Regions from separate parts of the Mus musculus genome. Here region 2 is linked to region 1. Evidence: chromatin contacts called from public promoter capture Hi-C data. All regions are on one chromosome and are shown on one strand. The core of a region is the stretch at or near the end of the contact, and the rest is flanking DNA. Distances in the headings are between cores, read along the strand shown. Region 1 holds the start of Mif (macrophage migration inhibitory factor (glycosylation-inhibiting factor)). Region 2 overlaps Specc1l (sperm antigen with calponin homology and coiled-coil domains 1-like).

The links. Promoter capture Hi-C pulls out the DNA fragments that hold promoters and counts their contacts.
Region 2: a promoter capture Hi-C map of hippocampal neurons shows a contact between it and region 1, with 2.5 times the contacts expected there. The contact joins the enhancer-like site here to the promoter of Mif in region 1. A contact is called at or near these places in 2 of 39 promoter capture datasets (hippocampal neurons and pre-B cells), 3 of 484 Hi-C or Micro-C datasets (cortical neurons, large pre-B cells and pro-B cells) and 1 of 115 datasets of contacts at active chromatin or transcription factors (large pre-B cells).

The regions. Positions count from the first base shown.
Region 1 is chr10:75,858,876-75,861,702 of GRCm38.p6, forward strand. Mif (macrophage migration inhibitory factor (glycosylation-inhibiting factor)) reads right to left here and starts at 1,402. Exons shown (of 3, transcript NM_010798.3): 1 at 1,186-1,402; 2 at 812-984; 3 at 478-668. The coding sequence starts at 1,293. The coding sequence ends at 602. It overlaps Gm40697 (a long non-coding RNA gene), which reads left to right and starts at 2,035. Exons shown (of 2, transcript XR_871836.3): 1 at 2,035-2,091; 2 at 2,498-2,823.
Region 2 is chr10:75,257,022-75,259,848 of GRCm38.p6, forward strand. Specc1l (sperm antigen with calponin homology and coiled-coil domains 1-like) reads left to right here. Exons shown (of 16, transcript NM_153406.3): 6 at 847-920; 7 at 1,947-2,122. Among named protein-coding and RNA genes, the nearest start is that of Specc1l, 46 kb to the left of the region's middle. Within about 2 kb of position 1,385, at least 41 of the 459 cell types and tissues checked have an H3K27ac peak or open chromatin away from gene starts, as enhancers often do. A contact at or near this core is called in pre-B cells and pro-B cells, where this site is marked.

The DNA.
Region 1 (2,827 bases), core at 152-2,651:
AGTGGGCAGAGTGGTCTAGGGAGAACTCTGTATCCTGGCTACCTCTCCCACCAAGTTAATTGTCCAGATCAAGGAAGTGGCCACCACATGGCTTAGAGCACAGTGATTCTTGGGAAGGAAAATGGGGCCGAGGAAGGTGCAGGCCCAGCTGGAGCACACTATTAATTTCTCCCCTGTATCCAAGCACCTCCCCTTCCATGACACATATTACCGGCTCCATTTGCCACTGTGGTAAGGACCTAATTAACACTCCTGACCAGGTGAATAAGTCGGCCTCTTTTATACATAAGGCTGCATAGGAGAGGCCACAAGAAAGGACATCTGAACCACTGGACTAGTTTAGAGAGGACCAAACTGGCCAGCTTCGACCCTGCCATCACACCCCAATCCCACGTTCAGAGCCTGGGCTTCCATTCAAGGTCCCCACCCTGCACCCAATTCCTCCGCAAGCCAAGGAAGCAGAAGCTGAGGCAACCGTGGTCTCTTATAAACCATTTATTTCTCCCGGCTGGAAGGTGGGCATCGCTACCGGTGGATAAACACAGAACACTACGTGGAGCGAGGCTCAAAGAACAGCGGTGCAGGTAAGTGGGGCCAGGACTCAAGCGAAGGTGGAACCGTTCCAGCCCACGTTGGCAGCGTTCATGTCGTAATAGTTGATGTAGACCCTGAGAAAATGAAAGCCTGGCTCAGCTAAGCACGTGGTCTAGGAGAGCGCGCTGCGTGCCAGTGTCCTCTGAACGCCCCCCCCTCTTTGCCTGCTGACCTCCCAGTGCCCCTCCTCCCCCTCCTCCCCTCGTCCCCCACGCACCGGTCCGGGCTGATGTGCAGGCGATCGGACAGCAGGCCACACAGCAGCTTACTGTAGTTGCGGTTCTGGGCACCACCGATCTTGCCGATGCTGTGCAGGCTGCAGAGGGCGCAGGGATCGTTCGTGCCGCTAAAAGTCATGAGCTGGTCCGGGACCACGTGCACTGCGATGTACTGGGTGGGGGGAGGGGCGGCGAGGCGGGAGGGATACAGACACACTGTTAGACCGCCTGAAAGACTGCCTACAGGGCCACAGGTCTTCCGGAGAGCTCCAGCCGCCACCCGCCGGCACACCTTGGCTTCCAGCCCCATCCCTCCTCACACGTCGGGCCGGCCCACCCCACCCTACTCTCTTCCTGTGTCCTCCCTGCAAACCTGTGCGGGCTTGCCGGTGGCCTGCGCCAGCTGCTGGGTGAGCTCCGACAGAAACCCCTCTGGCACGGAGGCGCGGGGAACATTGGTGTTCACGATGAACATAGGCATGGTGGCGGAGAGACTGCGAGCGTGGACCGGAGGACGGTACAAAGCGCGGTGTGACCCAAGCCAGGGACCTGAGCTACGTGACCCAGCTCAGTACCGCCCCAAGCCGGCTGCCGCTCCGCCTCCGCTGACGTCAGACTACGTCCCAAAGGGGCGGTGACTGCCCTTCAGCGCGCTGCTTCTGCAGAGGTCTTGCTGTGCTTCTGGTGCTGTAGGAAGTATTACATGGGCTCTTTGTTTCCTAAGATGGAAACGGAGGATGCTAGATAGTGAGGACTTGACTCTAGTGATTAGGTTTGTCGAGGCATTCCAGGTAGATGCTACAGATTAACCGTATAGTAAGAAGTTCAGGTCTGAGAGATTTCTGTTCCAAGAAGAGGGAACTTAAGTTATTGGTGGAACCTGTAGGTTGGCCTTATTTCTCATGCTAGTGGGCTAGGATCGACCTACTTTAGTGAATACAACTTAACCTCAAACAATGAGCCAAAAGCGTGATGGCTTGTACTTGGAGAAAAAACAATCCTTCCTTGCCTTGGGAACTTTTCTCTAAGCTCAAGAAATTAGCCAAGCCCCATCACTTGCTTGCTTTTGCTCTCCTGTTGTACCAACAGTCAGCCCTCGATCCCCTGCCTGGCCCAGTATCACCTTCGTCCCACACACTTTCAACTGCGACTTTTTGTGTGTCCTGAGCCTCCTGGGACACGTGTCCACCAGGCCTAGGCTTGTGAGTGTGAAATGGGGAAGGAGGCAGAACGGAGTCGCCATCTAGTTACTTCCCTACATTCCTGTTACTCCACACAGGTGAGGATGCTTGGAGAGATTCCCAGGGGAGGAGTGGGCAGCAGGCTGTGAGCCAGCGGTACTAACTAGTTCTGCTCCTCTGGCCAATTGCCAGTCCTCAGGGAAGCCCTGCTCAAATTAGATCCAGCAGAGTCACCCTTATCTAGAGCCCTTGGTAGACTTTGTATAGCTTTCTCATTAACAAGTGAGACATCCGACCGGTGCCCAGGAAATGTCACGGGAATTTTGGGACTTCCTTTGTTTTCCCTAGCCCTTTTTAATTTTTGTTAAAAACTTTACAGTGGATCAAGAGATTGTAGTGTGGGGACTACCAGTTCTGTCTGTGATGTCAAGGTTTCTATTAGGTTTCTGACAGAAATGAAGATATTCTAAAGAGACACTTGTGCCCCCTCCCTTTGGCTAACAGACTATTGAAACAATGGTTCCCAAGGAAATGGAATTTTCTCTGGAGTCTCCTGCTGGTGAAAGAGAAAGGCTGGAAGGCAGAGATTTTATGCAGCTCTGGACGCTTGTCAGTCTTGCAGAAGAGACTGAAGCTTGACAGTGCTGCTGGGGGATCACATCTTGAGCAGAATCTCTTAGTTCTACCTACCTCTTGCCCTCTATTTAAATGTAAACTTCCTCTGGCAGGACCCTGAAGATGAGCTTGGGGTGACAGTCACTGGACTTCCTTTATGTTCCTCTTCCTTCCCAGGGTGGCCACGTTGAAATAAATCTCCCTCCTCCGCTTTCCACT
Region 2 (2,827 bases), core at 135-2,634, 600 kb before region 1:
GCTACATAGTGAGCAGAATGAGATCTTGTCTCAAAAACAAACAAAAGGGTTAAAAAATATGTATCATGACCCAGGATATGTTCAGTGGTTGAAAACCTATGTGTAGCATATGAGGTCCTGAATTTGAGAGTGATTTTCATTTTATGTATTTGTGGGAGAAGAGAAAGACTATGTTTGAGAATGGAGAGAACTATAGCATCAATAGGCAAAATCTTAGTACAGGATTATTTCCATACATAACTGCCTTTCCTGGTGCAGAACTGAGAAGTGATTTATTCCTGAGCTGTGAGAGTAATGAGTGTGACCGATGTCCAGCAGAGCAGTTACAACGTGATATGTTCCTGAGGCATTTCTCAGAACTTCTTACAAGCAGAGAATGTAATTTCCTATTGTATTTAGTGCTACTATTCCATAGATTAATTGGCAGCTCTCTGGATATTACAATCAATGTTAAAAATAATTTTACTGATTTCATGTTTCTGGAATTTATTCCAGTGTGAAAGGGGAGTTATGCTTGCACGGTTTAGAGTGATAACTTCTGTGATTAAAAGTTGACAATTTAATAGCAGTCAATGCTGTTTTGGTTGGCGTTGTGCCAATAATATGTATGTTTCCAACAATTGCTTCCAGTTTACTTAGGAAATGATGCAGAAACTGTAGTCTTGGATTGAATATTCTTTTCATGCTTTTAAGTTTTGTGATGAAAGTAAACAAGTTTCTGCATAGGGAAACGATTTAGATGATCATATTTTTATCACCTCTTTTTATGTCATTTCTTTTGAACATTTAAGATCATTAAGAACTTTAGGTTTAAAAAGAAATATTTAATCTTTGTGGTCTTTTCAGATACAGTTAAGAAACTCCAAGACCAAAAGCATGACATGGAAAGAGAAATCAAGACACTTCACAGGAGACTTCGGGTAGGATGAATCTTCATGTGCTGTCTCACTAGAAAACATGGTATTCTGACATTTGTACTGTTACTTTAGACTGTAGATAGGGTAGGATATCAGCCACACTGGACTGAAAGCAAGTGCCATTATTTTAAATTGGGACTGGCACTGCTTTTAAAGTAGGAGAATGTACTGGTAGTTATTTATGGAAAGATGTGTTTTAAAAATAAAGTTTATTAACTTTTGATTTTAAAATCACAGAGCAGGCTGTTTGTATGTGGGGTTTCTGTGTTCTCTGAGTTGGGTTGGCTGCCAGCATCCATGCTGCTAAGATGTGCAGGGACAGTGCTAATCATGGACCCTGAGTCCTGACCCAGTTGTTGGAGCTGCGGGTACCAGAAAATTGCTTTGAGAATGAGAGGGCTCAGGCAAGGCCCAGCTGTGGCTCTGGGGGAAGTGAAGCCCCTGGGGAGAGGTCTCCGCCCAGCCACACCCGTATCCTTCTGTCTGTGGGAAGCGGCAGAGTGCTCAGTTCCTTATGCCTCTTTGTATGACTGTGTCTGCCTACACTAAGTTCAGTTTTTCTTCTGGCTTCCTCTTCCTTTTCCTTTACTTTAGTTTTTTTTTTCCTGCTCGTTTTTGATGTCAGGATATTTATAGTTTTTTACTGTGTGGTTCACATACCATTTATATACCTTCTTGAGAGTTCCAGAGGTAAAGCTCTAAATTTTTGATGATATTTATTTTCATAACACTTGCTTTGAAACTTGCATGAGGAAGAGTAGCCTAAAATTTTTCCTCATTAATATTTATTGAGCACTCTGAATACTTAATGCCTCAGTAGGAGGATCAGATGGCAAATCTTCTCTCATTAAGAACAAGTTCACTGATAAAGAGTTGCTTTGTTTTAAAAATAGCAGCAATTCTTGGGATTAAAACAAGTCGTGATTCAAGAGTCTGACATGTTAGGGCAAACTAATCATAAACTTTATTGCTTTTAAGTAAATCTTCATCGCTTTGTTTTGGAACTAAGAGTTTAGTGTTTTAATGTAGGAAGAGTCTGCAGAATGGCGGCAATTTCAGGCTGATCTCCAGACTGCAGTGGTCATTGCCAATGATATCAAGTCTGAAGCCCAAGAAGAGATCGGTGATCTAAAGCGACGGCTACATGAGGCCCAAGAGAAAAATGAGAAACTCACAAAAGAATTGGAGGAAATAAAGTCACGCAAGTACGTTCTGAGACACCGGTTGTGTTTCAGTAAGGAACAAATGTGGCCCTGGTGCTGCTCTTAGTCCTGACACTCGCTCACGGTGCAGCCCTCTTATTTCTCTGTAGACTGGAGGTCTGGAAGCAGGCTGTCTGGCCCTGCCTCTTGGTGGCTGTGTGCTCTCAGTTAACAGTGGTCATCTCCCTGTGCCCCGTGCCCCGTGCCTCAGTTCTCTCAGCTGTAACATGGAGGCCCGTGAGCTACTTTATAGTCCTCTCGTGAGTAAGAGAGCTAATGCTTGTAGAGGGATGAAGCAGCCAGCAGTAAACTTAAGTTACCAATTTGGAAAAACAGTCGATCAGTACAGTGTAAGTTTCTTTCCATCACTCACTTGAGGAAGTTCCTTTTTTTTTCAAAGTCCTCCAAATTAGTACCCTCCACACAGAGATCACTGGAAATTCATAAAAATGGCCACAGGAGATTATACCTGTGATATGTTTTGAGTTCCCACAGTAACATTCCATCTGAGTTGGGGAATGAGTTTATGTGTCAGAAATGCCTCATTTGATAGTTACCCTGAGTTTAGAAGTTGGTTCTGTCTGGCCATCCATCCATCTATCCATCCATCTGTCATGCTAGGGATTAACCTAGGGCCTTACATCTACCAATCACTCTACCACTAAGCCCTAAAACTCTGTTCTTGAAGGATCATTCCATGGGATCCTG